Regions from separate parts of the Mus musculus genome. Here all the other regions are linked to region 5. The links are chromatin contacts, called in public Hi-C, HiChIP or PLAC-seq and promoter capture Hi-C maps. All regions are on one chromosome and are shown on one strand. Each heading gives the region's core, a stretch centred on a gene start, on an enhancer-like site or on the middle of the called end of the contact. The rest is flanking DNA. Distances are from core to core; before and after follow the strand shown. Region 1 overlaps Gm41534 (a long non-coding RNA gene). Region 2 overlaps Gm41534 (a long non-coding RNA gene). Region 3 overlaps Gm41534 (a long non-coding RNA gene). Region 4 has its middle 350 kb from the start of BC002059. Region 5 holds the start of Rgmb (repulsive guidance molecule family member B).

Region 1 (2,723 bases), core at 100-2,599, 650 kb before region 5:
AAATTACGTTCACGGATCACTACTTTGTGCAACTCATCCTAGGCTATGATTATCTTCTCATACTAGGCTATGATTATCTCTGTAAAAAGTGCTATTTCCTAATATCAAATTTCATATCTCCTCACTTGTACAATCTGTGATTATTAAACTCGAATTAAACCTAGCATCAATTTTGAGTATCAAAAATACATACTACTTAGTATATTTGTGTCATTGATATATCAATAAACACAACTTTTCACAAACTTAAATATGTATTAAAACTACAGTCTATGCACACACACACACACAGAGATTGAGAGAGAGAGAGAGAGAGAGAGAGAGAGAGAGAGAGAGAGGAACAGACATAGCCAATCATGCTACAATACAAGCTCATAGTGCCTGTTTGATAATGTTTATTGAGTAAATAGATGAAAGAGGAAAAACTCTTCTTTTTCTGCCTTTAATGTTCAATAATTGTAACAATCTTAGATAAATAATTCTTTAAAGTGAAATGATGTCAAATGGATTTACATGCACATATTAACAGTTTTTCAATTCTAATATGTGTGATGATTATACAATTCTCTCTCTCTCTCTCTCTGAGACTAGGTCTCAATATTAAATAGTATTGGCTGTTCTGAAACTTGTTATATAGACTAGGCTGGGACTCGTACAATTCAGCTGTCTCAGCCTCCTGAATACTGGGATTAAAAGTGTGTGCTACCATGCCTAACATTATATAGTTCCTTCTTATACTTAAATACATGAGAATGAGGTAAATGGTAGAAAACTAAGAATGATTTGGGAAATATTTAGAAAAAACAAACAAACATATAAACAAACAAAACCAAGATAACCTTACTCTTTTTCTGCATTAGGATGAGAGGTATATAATTTTGCTAATTCTTAAATGTGAACAAAAGCTTTAATTGCTATCTATTAAACATAAGTAAATTAAAAGAAAGATAAGAGAAACAAGAGGAAAAGCCTATAACGAGAAATCTGGGAGCAAGGTTCATCTTAATGATTCCTAGGATAGTTTGCCTTGCAGAATATGTGTGTCTTGAGGAAATGTTAATTCAGGAAGTTGCTTCTTGATTGCACTAACGGGCCCACTTATACAATCAAACATGGTTAAATGCTTCAATGCCTGAAATGAATATCTACCACCTTCCGGGGAACATAAGTAATATGTGTGAATACATATTTTCATGAAAGATCTCTACATTCTTGGGAAATATACTACAAAAAGAAACAGCAGCCCTCAGAAAAAGAAAGCCTTCAATACGGGATGCATATGACAGATCCTTCACAATGTGTTGCATCCATTACATTGACTTAACTGAGTCACCTTCCTCTAACTCCACAAAATGAAGAGATATTGGCAGTAGCTAGGATGACTCATGACCACAGTAACATATTTCACAAACATCCTCTGGGGCATGGGCCACAATCTATGAGATAACAGCTATTATCCTATAAACCAAGAGCCCTTCGAAACAAAGATTCTAAAGCAAAAAGAAGCTACACTCTCTATAGCTCTCCTGTTTAATTCATAATGCTTACGAGTACCACTTTAACTGCATAATCAGAGCTTTGTCTCTTATGGTATAGTATCAGGATAAAAAATGTTTCTATTTCATATTATTCTTTTCTAAAATATCCTCCCACATATTTAATAGATTTAAATTATTTTCATATGCCTTAAAGATGCTTTATATTTACTTGGTCTTGTAATTTTCACTTCAATATGAAAATATTGACTTAAAATTAAAATAGAGTCCTAAAACCCAATGACATAATTGCAATTATTTTAGATAAAAATAATTAAAGCATCTGCACAATCATAAAAATGTATAGTTATCATGCTTATTTTAACTATCTAAAGCATTATTTACTTTAAAACATGTGAATCCTGAGAATTCTATCATGAAAAATTACCCTTTTTTCTGTTTTCCTAGACATAAAAAGATTTTGAGAGAAACAAATTTTCAGTAAATCTGATAAACCGACATTTCTATAAACTTGTTCATCCTTATTTTTAGATTTGACAATCACATTTAATTTAAAAATTTTGTATAGTAGAATCATGGCAGTTATCAAACTAATTAAACTTATAAACCAAAGGGATTATTTAAGTTGTGAAATTGGTAGGATAGAACTAATATGGTACATAATAACAGTGTTGATTCCTACATAACAGCTTCTATCTATGACAGTTCCTCTAAATCTATCAATCTTTGTAGTCAGGAGGGTTGACCTATAAAGACAACATATAAGGTTTCATTTGCCCCTCTATTTCTAGGCCAAATACCACCAGCTCATTCCAGAAGAGAAAGTGTAATGAGAACATGACCTTTAAAATATGGGCTTTTCAAAGATATTTGCTTCCAAATCCCAGAACTAGTGGATTTTGTGCCATGCATGTTCAGAAAAACATTGAAGATATGACTTAAGTGACAGATTCTTCAGAAAGAGTATTATTCTGTACTTTCTCCCTAGTTTTAATATGCTCACAAGGTTCTTGTCAAGAGGAATATGGAAAAGTCAAACTCAGAATGAGAAAATGAAAGAGGAAGTGACATGAGGTTAGAAATCAGACTGAAGGGAAGGCCATCCAGAGACTGCCCCACCTGGGGATCCATCCCATATACAGACACGAAACTCATATGCTATTGTGGATGCCAAGAAGTACTTGCTGACAGGATCCTGATATAGCTGTCTCTTGAGAGTCTCTGCCA
Region 2 (2,700 bases), core at 27-2,526, 540 kb before region 5:
AATTCTGTGAATTAGTCAGAGGCAAAATCAATAACCTATAATTGTTTTGGAGTTACTGTGCATATATAATCAATAATTTGAAAGGATATTTCTTATGCACAGTGCCGAGATTTTTGTTACATAGTCTATCACTCTTTCAGAGAACATTATCACCCCAAGTGGCATAACTTCATTTCAACTATGTATATGTGGATGTGAATGTATATGTATTTGCATGTATGTATATGAACATATATGTATCCGTGCATATATAATTTTAAGTAAATATAAAATAAAATGATTCCCTATAGTCTTTTCAAATACCCTTATTGTTATTTATTTTTCCATCAACTCCCATACTGCCTTCTTCTCCCCTCCCCAAGAAAGCCCCTTCCTACTGTTTTGCCCATCTTCCCCTTTATAGCACCTATATCCAGCTACCCTCCTCTCTAAAGCTCCATCTGGCCCATCCTCCCATTGTCTCTTTTACTTTTCCTGGTTGCTGTGGTTGTACCAGGTTGTGCTCTCACATATGATGATTTGGAGCCAAGAGCCACAAAATGTGGGGGTTGGGAATTGCTACACACACTCCAGTGTAGTCTGCTTGACAGGCTGAGAAGCCTGGAAGCACTCATGAGGCAAAGAGTTTCAGAGAAACTCACCTCCTGGAACCTTGGCGTTCTCATAACCCGTATACTCATACCCTATCCCTGCGTTAGTCTGGTGTATGGATCCACGTGCTCTCTTTTAGTATTATTTTATTATAAGTGCCTTTTAAGATTGAATTCTGACATAGCTAAGCCTTCGCCAGTGTTCCAATGTCCCAGAAAATCCTTGAAGTCGACAAACTTGGAATTCAGTAGGAATTCAGTAAGAAGGCTACCTATTCAGGAACATTCAAATTTACTTCTAGTAGAGACATTGAAACTAATTAGGCATTACAAAGAACAGAGCCAGAATAGCTCAGGGCTGGTCTGCAGAGTGTTTACTTGGGACAGTAGCCAGTCTTACCCAAACAAGGGAATACACAATGGCCTAGCTAATAGGTGGGTTTACCATGTAAAAGTTAGGGAATCCCACTGAGACAGGAATCTTCACTACAGCCAGGTATAGCAGTCTACATTGCATATTAGAAGCAAGTTGGTGAATTCTTCTGACAAATGGAGATTCTCCACAGATACTTAAAAGAACAGCCAAGTTACACTCATACAAGAATTTATCAGGCCTAGGAAAGAGGGGGGTTGTGGTATTGCATTATTCATGAGAAGGCCTGCTAGAGCAGAACCCCCTGGTGCTAGCTTTAACAAGGCTCAAAGGAGTAGCACAAATTGTGACTAGGGTGTGAAATCCTTACCTGTCATTTGCTGACCCTAGGCAGGGCGGTTTTATCTTTACTGTAAATATTACCTGGTTCCTGTAAGTCCTTTTGAAGTCATTCCTTTGTTTTGTGTCAGGTAACTTCAATGTACTTTGCCTGCTGTGACATCCTACCCCCTTTATTTTCTGTATTATTTAAGACTGGTGTTCACTTTGTGACAATACATTCAGATTCTACACAATCTCCTGTTTTGCATCTGTCTGTCATTCATTCGCCCGACTCCTTGTCCACCTGCAACTAGAGACCCATTCTATGCAAACAAGGGACCAAGAGGGTCTGCCGAAGTTTGGCGCTATATACCACTCAGAATAGTATTTTAACTTCCATTCACTTACCTACAAATTTTGTGATTTCATTTTTCTTTACAGCTGAATAGTGTTCATTATGTATATGTACTAGATTTTTTTTTTAATCCATTTTTCAGTTGAAGAACATTTAGGTTGTTTCCATTTCCTCACTGTTGTGAACAGAGCAGCCAAAAATCAGTGCTAAGCAAGTGCTTGTAGAGGAGGATGTTAAGTCCTTTGGGCATATAAGAAGGAATAGTATAAGCGAGTCATGCAATTGATCTTATTTTTTAGAATAATCCACACTAATTTCCATAGTAGTTGTACCAGTTTGCAAAAACAACAATGTATAAGGGTTCTCCTTTCCTTACATCCTTGCCAGAATTTGTTCTAGGTGATTTTGTTGGTCTTATTCAGCCTGCCAGGGGAAAAATGAAATCTCAAAGTTGTTTTTTAATTTGCATTCCCCTAACTGCTAGAGACCGTGAACTATTTTTAAGTGACATTTTAGCCATTTTTATTTCATCTTTTGGGAATTTCTGTTCAGATCCATAACCATTTGAGTTATACAAATACATAATAGAAAATTCAAAAAAGGAAAGTTTCCAGTTGGTAAAGAGAAAAAATAATCTGTGGAAATTCACCAAGGTCAGCTGACTAGAAATAGTGGCAAAGCCAGTGTGAAGGTCACAGGACTCCCTTCACATAGCTATGGCGTGAAGAGCAGCTGTGTGACATCTGTTGTTTTTCATTTTGCAAGATTTTGGTTTCCATGGCCTTTACTATTCTGAGAAAACTAATGTAATATTCCCCAAATAAATTAAGATCTTCTTGGCTTCTTAAATGTAAGCTTCTATTAAAACTAGACTAGGAAAAAGAATAGTGAAAATCTTCCACTGGGATTCTGGGGTCACTGTAAAAAGGCATGAGTACTAGGATTTATTCAGCTGTTGTTTTCTATGCCTGATGACAATTGATTGTCTTCACCTTTGTACTGTGACTGTTAAGTTCATGTGAAACCTCAAAGATCACATCTGATCATCTTTATTTTATGCT
Region 3 (2,700 bases), core at 51-2,550, 610 kb before region 5:
CTAGTACAGGGGAATGTCAGGGCCAAAAAGTGGGAGTGGGTGGATAGGTGAGCAGCGCTGGGGGAGGGTATAGGGGACTTTTGGGATAGCATTTGAAATGTAAATCAAGAAAATATCTAATAATTTTTTTAATGAGCTTGAGAAAAAAAACAGGAAATGAGCTTGTGATCTGATATTGCCTGCCAGCACTGGCATCAACTAACTGCATTTTTACCGCATTTTAATCTGATCCTTAGAGTATAGTTTATAACTGGATCTCCTGCTGCTACTAGATACATTGGCTCAAGCTGAAGGGGTAGTGTCATTGTTGAGATGAAATATACTCAAGCTGGCTAAAGAGATAGCATCAATATAAAAATTATTTCCTGTAACAATATATAACATGTACATAAGTGACTCCCATAAAGTTTTGTTTTCTATAATAATATCCTTTGAAAATCAAAAACTGTACTGAGTATAAAACCCATTAGATCTTAAACCATGCTAATAATATGTATTGGCAGAAGGAGAGAGATGGTAATGTAGTATTTTTCATGTTCCTGTTGTATATCTCAGACCTGTCTATAGATATGCATCCAGAAAGTCTACTGACACATTTATATACTTTTTGAGGAATACATACATTCATACTTATTTTCTAAAATGTCTATGATAAAGTATGTTTATAATACTTGTTGTAAATGTTAATAATAAAACTTTAAAAATATGATCTGGTTACATTCCATCAAGTTATTTCACTTATATCAAATGCTAGCATGCCAACCTTCTGAACAGTCACAACCTAGCAAGTTAACAAAACACTTTTTAGTTAAACAATGAAAAGGGAGTTAAGACTACAAACTCAGAGGAAATTTGAAAACATATGAAACATAAAGGACATTGGTAAACCCAAACTGGAAGTTTATTAATCTCCTGGTATTTTTTTTATCTATATTGCAGTCTCACAGCTCCTCTCTTTTTAAAATATAAGTAAAAAATAAACCAAGAATATCTTTGCATTCTCTGTTTTACTAAGAAATTGTCCTAATCCCTTTCCCTGTGCAGGCTATCTATGTGGGGCCTGGATCATTATGGCAGGCTAACACAGTCTAACTACATTGTCTTTCTAAGGCCTGGAGTAACAGCCCTAGAAAGGTGAAGTCTGGCAGCATTCATTGCCCTGGGTCTGTGCTTCTTCAAAAGCTGGTATTCAGGGTTGTGACAAGCTGGCAAAGACCAATCAGCGGGAATTAGCGGTATTGTGTGCAGCTGGCTTATTGCATGGTTTCTAACAACACATCCAACAGAACTGATTATGTCAAAACAGATTTCCCTTCATTAGAGCCTTGCAGTCAGCACTTCTAACAGATAACCAGATCAGAGTGTGCCTGTGCAAGAGCTCTGAGGTAACCCCTGGATGCTGAAGGAAGGCTTTGAGAGGTCGGTGTATTAGTGAGATGTTAAGGATACAGATCAGTCACATCTGGAAAAACTGCTATTCTTCCTTCCTCCCTTGATTTCTTCGGTCCTTCCTTTTATCTTCCTTCCTTCCTTCCTTCCTTCCTTCCTTCCTCCCTTCCTCCCTTCCTCCCTTCCTCCCTCCCTCCCTCCCTCCCTCCCTCCCTCCCTCCCTCCCTTCCTCCCTTCCTCCTTTCCTTCCTTCCTCCCTTCCTCCCTTCCTCCCTTCCTCCCTTCCTTCCTTCCTTCCTTCCTTCCTTCCTTCCTTCATTTCTTTATTTTGAGATTTCTCATGGAATTTACTTACAGAAAAATGATTTTAAGCTAAGTATTTTTCAATTACATGACAATGAAAACAGTCTCACAAAGTCCTAATAATATTTTCACTTTCATCTACTTTTTGATTATTATTTCATCACAACATTTTCTCTTTCTGTTCCTCCCTCTAAGTCCTCCTACATACTCCCATGCTCTTCTTCAAATTTATAGCCTTTTATTCACTAATTGTTATTGCATATATGTATATCCACTTATATTTCTAAATATAACGTGTTCAGATCATAAAATGGACTGCAAGTATGTATTTAGGGTTGATCATTTGGCACTTGATAATCAGTGCTGTGCTTTTCTCTGTAGAAGGCCACCTCTTCCCATTTCCAGATTTTCTCACTTGCCTATAGTTCTCTGTGTATGGTTGAGGCCTCATGGATTCCGCTCAACCAATTTGACAAGTCTCTTGTTCTTGTCTTGTTCTTATGACATATGAACAGTAACGGTGAGAATTTAATTGGTGTATCTTCTGATAGTAATAAGAGATGCAAATAATTGACTTTTAAAATCTTTCTGTTCCATCTTCCACAGTGGTCCACAACTCTGCATTTTGATTGGTTGCAGTGGTCTTCTGTTTCAAAGAGAAGTTTCCTTGATGAGAAGTAAAGATTATACTTTTCTGTGATTGTAAGGACAAATGTTTATGGGTTATTGTTTGACATTATGATTGTTTAGTAAATTAGTAATTGTAGATTCTCTTCCAATAACCATTACTTCACTATCACGGAGTATTTAGCTAAGTTTCCAATACCAGGAATAATTTTCTTGTTCTTAATCAGGTCTTAAGTCTAATTAGAGAGCTGTTGGTTACCAGACAGGTATGTAATCCCAGAGTAATTATACCACATTGTCTTTGATGTGATTCATAGGTGTCATACCTGTGTTGGATTGTTGATCCTCCATTAAAAGGTTGCATGGTCCCTTCTGCTACCA
Region 4 (2,700 bases), core at 130-2,629, 770 kb before region 5:
TATCTTGCTTTCCAGCTTTGCAATATCCTCCTGAATCATCCTGGATATTTACTGGCAAAGTTGTAGAACCAGCCATTTCTAAACAAACCCTAGGCTGCCTTAATTAAATAATGATATTGGAAACCAATGGGTCAGTGCTAGTATACAATCAGCTTTTCAAGAAAGAAAAAAACTCACAAATGATGCAAAGTATGTCACCTCTAATTAATAGCATTGATAGATGGTTTAAACAGAAGTTATCTAGGCATTTGTTCTTAGAAAACCTTATAATTATTAGGGACCTCCAAAAGAATTAGTTTATGTGGGTTTTATTTACTTATTGACTACTGACCTAAAAGTTAAAGCTGAGATATTTAGACATACTTCTTCAAAGCAGTATTTGAATAAAACACTAATAAACCCAGTTTGTTTGTATAACAAAAATAATTTTATATAAAATCTAAACTTTCAGGAGAACATAGCAATAACAAACTCATTGCTTTACACTTCAATAAATCTTTATGTTGCCTGTGAAAATTAAAAAAAACAACAACAACCAAATTTATCAGCTATTTTTGTGTTTAAACTACTGAAAGTTATTAGTTTGGTTGAAGTCTATCAAAAATATTTAAACTCACACTCTCACACCAGCACATAAGTGGAAATGAGACTTTAGTAGCCTTTTCATGTAACATCTGCATATCTGCTATGTCTTCATAAGAAAAACACATGGCATAGGTATATTTCATACTGCATATATATATATATATATATATATATATATATATATATATATATATATATATATATATATATATATATATATATATATACACACACACACATATGCATGCCTTCTGGATTCCCTTGAAATCCTGCAGGAGCTCCAAAGCTTTGGAGAATGTTAGTTTTGATATCAAGTAGTAACATAAAAAGTATATAAGAAAATTGTTTACTATGGCTTACTCACTGTTTGATCAGAGGTGATTTTCATCGAATTAAAAAAACCTGTTTCATAGTAAAAGAATGAACGAGCATCAACCCTTAAAACAGTGGCACAGTCGTGAATGACATAGAAATGAAAGCTCGGTGCTGACAAGCTGACAATTCATCTTCAGCTGCTATATTTTTCCTCTATTCTCATTCTCTCTCTCTCTCTCTCTCTCTCTCTCTCTCTCTCTCTCTCTCTCTCTCTCTCTCCCTTTCGTTTTTCTTCTTTTGGTTCCTACTTTCCCATTGCAACTTGTCTCACTGTCACGTTCTCTATCAGAGTGACATGTTTGGTGCAAGGCCACTTGGAAGCATTTTTCATGCTTTTCACTGACCACCTGTCAGTCCCTGTGAGTGCTTATGTGAGCAATTTTCACCATGCAAACACTGCATGGGGCACTTGAAAGAAAGCAAAGCAGTTTGGCAAGGGCGAGGAGGCAGGAGTCCAGCATGGTGCCAATTTTCTGAGTCTGTTTCTCTGCTGGAATGACTGAGATGATGGATGGCTGATATCATTATCAAGTGTCTTTTATCCTTAAGGATAATTTTGCCAATTTTCCCGGAAAGTTAAATATCCACAGATGTTTGAAATGAAAAATTTCTCATTTGTAACCCAAAGGCTTTAACTACCAAATTGCTAAAGAATGTCAGTGGAAACTGGCAATTTCACTGTAGTTTCAGCAAAATACCATTGAATGTCCTGAAGACACCTTGTCATTTCGATCTTGCACAAAACTCTTTCCTAATGATTTTCTCTTTTTCAGATTAAGAGTAGGGATAGAATGTCAATGTTGCTAGTCTCAGCCCACAGTCTATGTGCATATGTGTACGTGTGTGTACGAGTGTGTGTGTGTGTGTGTGTGTATGTGTGTGTGAGACTGTTAGTCAAAGAACTATGTTAAGACTTTTAAATATTATTTTGTTTAACCTTAGAGAATTTTATACAATGTAAAAAGTGATTGTTTTAATAAAATAAATTTCCACTCACAAGAAACAGATATGGGCAGGAAGGAAGAAGATATATATTTCATACTTAAAATATTACTCCAAAGTTTCTTAAGAAAGTAGTGTTTGTACTTTCCATCTCTCTCTGACTAATAGAGTCCACCTCATCTTTATTTTTCTTTCTTCCTGATGCTCTATTAGCTGTATAGATATATCCCTAAACATTTGATGAAAAGGAAAAGTTATTGTCTCCACTTTGAAATCTCCATTAATCAAAATATATATTTTGATGGCATGTCAACCACTTGAATGAAATTTACATTAATTTATTTTTCAAGTGTATCTTTAAATTATATAGGAAAGGTCCATGTCAATTTATTTTTTTTTAATTTGTATCTTTTGAACATAGTGATAACCATTCATAATCTTAACCTGCATTTTTCAATTGTGTTCAAGCTAGAACACTAGGAACCATTAGAAAATAAATGGGGGTTTGGTTTCTACCCACAATAAATGAGTCAGGACTAGGGCACTGTTAATTTTTAAAGAAACATTTTAAGAGGTTCTAATGCATAGTAACAGTTTAAAGTTGCTATTTTAGACATTTGTGACAAATTCACTTTCGTGCTATGCAACAGTATCAAGAAACCAATAGCTATCTAGATAATTATATTAAAATGACCTCAAGGCCATATAGAGTCACAATGTAGGAATATTGTGATGCATTTGCAGTCTGAACCTGATGCTCCAGATGGAGAAGCAGGAACTCACATATCAGGCTCCTGA
Region 5 (2,700 bases), core at 32-2,531:
GTTGTTGTTGTTGTTGTTGTTGTTCTCAATACCAAATAGAGCAGGTTCCAGTGTATCTTACAGACACCTTAAACGGACTCAAGGTATTTTTGTTTGGTTTGGTTTGGTTTGGTTTGGTTTGGTTTTCTCCCCAATTTGATTGGTATTTAGAGAAGATAACGGAAAATGAAATGCAAAAATCCAGACAGGGAATATGACGAGGGGTCTTTTGTTATTGAATTTCTGAACCTGGGAGTTCTGAGTCCTCAACCTTCCACATTTTTCTTGATAGTGAACCCAAGGTTCAGAAGTTAAACCCTCGAAGTCCCGCCCTTTTTTATACTACCCTATGCTGCCCCTACCGTTAGATGGAGAAACTGCAGGTAAAGGTTAGTGGAGAGAAGGCGATCTGGGGAGGATAAGGATTAACTAACTACCTGAGCCCAGATGCTTAGAGTTTTGTCTTAACTAAAGAAAACAAAACAAAACCGCACTCTTGTTCTAGAATGAGTGAGCTGCCGCTAACTATCTATGAAGCTCAAGAATCACCCTGGAGGTCTTTAATGATAAAATATTAAACTAAAAATAAGCCAGAAATTACAGGTTTATTTTTCACTAAACAGACAATTGAAATACATGGTACAAAAATAAGTGGTAAGATTATTGTAAATTGAAAAATGGACAGAATAAATATTCAATTTAATTTTCCATCTATGAGAATTTCACAATAAAATCATAATTTACTTTGTATTATTAAAAAAAAAAAAAAAAGAATCACCCTGGAGAACATAGCTCGATCTCCCCTCCCCCATCTCCTTCCACGGGATGCAAAGGACGTCGTCCTGAAACATTTCCTGAGCCAGTTCTTTTACAATACACTTTCTCATTTGGGTCTAAGGGGTTTCTTTCTACCCTTTCTCTCGACGTGAAGCCAAGTCATATTGGCACCTCAGGTGGACAGGAACGATAACCCTCTTGTGCTCGCACACGTCCAGAGGACCATCCCTGTCACCTCCTTCACAGTTACACGCAGTAGGAAGACCCTAGAGGATAGTTGGAGGGACGTGCTTTTGAGGGCACTGATGGACAGCTATAAAAAGCGAGGAGAAAAATCGAGGGGAGGGGGGTCTGTTGCCGTCGTGGCGGCGCGGAGTGCGAACACCGCACGCGTCCGGCTGACAACAGGCAGAGCCCGCAGCAGGACCGTGATGAGCCGGGTGGGTAAAGGCAGCGCTGCGGGCCCGGAGGGCGGCGCAGAGGGCGGCGCTGGCGGCGTGAAAGGCGCCTTTGTGCAAGCCGGTGTGTAGGACCGCGGGAGAGGAGAGAGCAGGACCTGGAAACGGGGAGAGGCGTACCACGCTCCCTGCCGTCGGGTCTCCAGCAGGACAGTAGGGTAGAGCGGTGGACTGGGGACCGGCGCTGCAGAGGTTGTCTGCCTCTGTGGCCGTGGGGCAGGGGTGGGAAGAGAACAGTTTGGAGGAAGTTGGGGAGAGGGACCTGTCTCCCCGCCCTCTCCGCCTAGGTGACAGAGAGGCCCCGCTGGCTGGCAGGGTGCAAGCACTGCCCCGGAGCTCACTCGGGAACCGGCATCTGGAGAGCGGCCCCCGGGTGGAGCCGCCCGCCTGCCGCCCACCTGGGGCAGAGTGGCGGGCGCGGCGTGGCCTCCCTCCTGCGCCCCGGCCGCGTGGCTTGCGGCTTATTTTCCCAGCTGGCAAGCGTCGCGCTGCAGACAAGGGAATGCCTGTGGTGAGTTGTTTATTTTGTTGAAGTTTGCGGTGGGCCCGGAGGACGGTGGGGGGGGGGCGAATAGCAGGCAGCGGCCGGGACTGTTTTGTTTAGGTCTTGGTCCACCTGTGTGGTATAAATCTGCCAGGCTCCGGGCTGTGGGGTCCAGGGTGAGAAAGCCCTGGCGTTCCAAAAGCTCCTGGCCACGTTTAATTTGCAATGCCTGGAACCGACTAGAGTCTAAGGAAGGCTGCTCCCCAACCCCCAGCTTTCCGTAGACGCTTCCCCTAAGGGACAGTCGCCTCCTATGACCTGGGAACAGCTGGCCACTGAAGTTTCCCCATTCCCTTCCCCATTCCTCGGGGGTAATGGAGCTGAAGCTTTAATGTGAGAGGAGCCCAAGAAAACAGAGACAAACTTATCGTGGGGGCGGGGGTGGTGTGAAGTTCGTTCAGGGGTGTTGGGTCGGACTGCTTCTACAAACTGGGATCCTGTGTTGGCCAATTTCCCAAACTAGACTGGTGAAAGGCTGGCTGGCTCCTGAGGGAGCCCATAGGAACCCCTGGGGCTGATGTTAGTACAGCCTCGGCTTCGTTTGCCTGGAAGAAAAGCCTAAATACATTAGTGAGAGGGTAAAGCTTTTAAGGCCTTCTTGGGAGTGAGTGGCTGGCTAATGAGAGGTTAATTTTGTTTCGAAGGGAAGGCTGTGCTGGTTTCCTGAGATAAATGGACAGGAAGCACATTACCTCCAAGCACTGGCAAGCGGCTCCCAAATGCTTTTTGCACCTGCCGCTTCTAGCCCTGAGAGCCAGAAGCGAGCCCTACTGGAGTCTGTTAGGGATCAAGGGGCCGGGGATGCAACCCCTTGCACTCTCCGTGGTCTCTCTCTCTTTCTCCAGGGGCTCAGCGCTCACACGGAGCCCTGGGGCTCTTCTCTTACACCTAGGTCCTGCGTGTTCCGGAGCTCGGGGGCATCCTGATCCCGCTGAGCCCCTT

What was found. Promoter capture Hi-C pulls out the DNA fragments that hold promoters and counts their contacts. Hi-C and Micro-C count contacts between places; a contact is called where the count stands out from the background. HiChIP or PLAC-seq counts read pairs in DNA pulled down with a chosen protein or histone mark.
Region 1: a contact with region 5 is called in a Hi-C map of adipose-derived mesenchymal stem cells, with 2.2 times the contacts expected there. The contact joins the enhancer-like site here to the promoter of Rgmb in region 5. A contact is called at or near these places in 7 of 39 promoter capture datasets (3T3-L1-derived adipocytes, cranial neural crest, embryonic stem cells and 4 more), 5 of 484 Hi-C or Micro-C datasets (the C2C12 cell line, the STO cell line, adipose-derived mesenchymal stem cells and 2 more), 21 of 115 datasets of contacts at active chromatin or transcription factors (the NIH/3T3 cell line, astrocytes, a colorectal cancer cell line and 16 more) and 2 of 9 other capture datasets (adipose tissue and embryonic stem cells).
Region 2: a contact with region 5 is called in a promoter capture Hi-C map of stem cell-derived epiblast-like cells, with 5 times the contacts expected there. The contact joins the enhancer-like site here to the promoter of Rgmb in region 5. A contact is called at or near these places in 9 of 39 promoter capture datasets (the 3T3-L1 cell line, cranial neural crest, embryonic stem cells and 4 more), 4 of 484 Hi-C or Micro-C datasets (embryonic stem cells, muscle stem cells, myocytes and 1 more), 20 of 115 datasets of contacts at active chromatin or transcription factors (astrocytes, craniofacial prominence, differentiating embryonic stem cells and 10 more) and 2 of 9 other capture datasets (adipose tissue and embryonic stem cells).
Region 3: an H3K4me3 HiChIP or PLAC-seq map of embryonic basal ganglia shows a contact between it and region 5, with 6 times the contacts expected there. The contact joins the enhancer-like site here to the promoter of Rgmb in region 5. A contact is called at or near these places in 2 of 39 promoter capture datasets (both in embryonic stem cells), 17 of 115 datasets of contacts at active chromatin or transcription factors (the NIH/3T3 cell line, SST interneurons, VIP interneurons and 12 more) and 4 of 9 other capture datasets (adipose tissue, embryonic stem cells, liver and 1 more).
Region 4: a contact with region 5 is called in a promoter capture Hi-C map of second pharyngeal arch cranial neural crest, with 17 times the contacts expected there. The contact joins the enhancer-like site here to the promoter of Rgmb in region 5. A contact is called at or near these places in 3 of 39 promoter capture datasets (cranial neural crest, hippocampal neurons and second pharyngeal arch cranial neural crest), 4 of 484 Hi-C or Micro-C datasets (cerebellar granule neurons, cortical neurons and muscle stem cells) and 12 of 115 datasets of contacts at active chromatin or transcription factors (SST interneurons, astrocytes, craniofacial prominence and 9 more).

The regions. Positions count from the first base shown.
Region 1 is chr17:16,480,592-16,483,314 of GRCm38.p6, reverse strand. All of the region lies in intron 3 of Gm41534 (a long non-coding RNA gene), which reads right to left. Among named protein-coding and RNA genes, the nearest start is that of Gm41534, 250 kb to the right of the region's middle. Within about 2 kb of position 1,349, at least 21 of the 459 cell types and tissues checked have an H3K27ac peak or open chromatin away from gene starts, as enhancers often do. A contact at or near this core is called in the C2C12 cell line, the NIH/3T3 cell line, the STO cell line and 3 more, where this site is marked.
Region 2 is chr17:16,372,842-16,375,541 of GRCm38.p6, reverse strand. All of the region lies in intron 2 of Gm41534 (a long non-coding RNA gene), which reads right to left. Among named protein-coding and RNA genes, the nearest start is that of Gm41534, 140 kb to the right of the region's middle. Within about 2 kb of position 1,276, at least 12 of the 459 cell types and tissues checked have an H3K27ac peak or open chromatin away from gene starts, as enhancers often do. A contact at or near this core is called in embryonic stem cells, muscle stem cells and stem cell-derived epiblast-like cells, where this site is marked.
Region 3 is chr17:16,443,316-16,446,015 of GRCm38.p6, reverse strand. All of the region lies in intron 2 of Gm41534 (a long non-coding RNA gene), which reads right to left. Among named protein-coding and RNA genes, the nearest start is that of Gm41534, 210 kb to the right of the region's middle. Within about 2 kb of position 1,300, at least 10 of the 459 cell types and tissues checked have an H3K27ac peak or open chromatin away from gene starts, as enhancers often do. A contact at or near this core is called in embryonic basal ganglia, where this site is marked.
Region 4 is chr17:16,598,565-16,601,264 of GRCm38.p6, reverse strand. No RefSeq gene overlaps it. Among named protein-coding and RNA genes, the nearest start is that of BC002059, 350 kb to the left of the region's middle. Within about 2 kb of position 1,379, at least 4 of the 459 cell types and tissues checked have an H3K27ac peak or open chromatin away from gene starts, as enhancers often do. A contact at or near this core is called in second pharyngeal arch cranial neural crest, where this site is marked.
Region 5 is chr17:15,829,646-15,832,345 of GRCm38.p6, reverse strand. Rgmb (repulsive guidance molecule family member B) reads left to right here and starts at 1,281. Exons shown (of 5, transcript NM_001372257.1): 1 at 1,281-1,725; 2 at 2,651-2,700.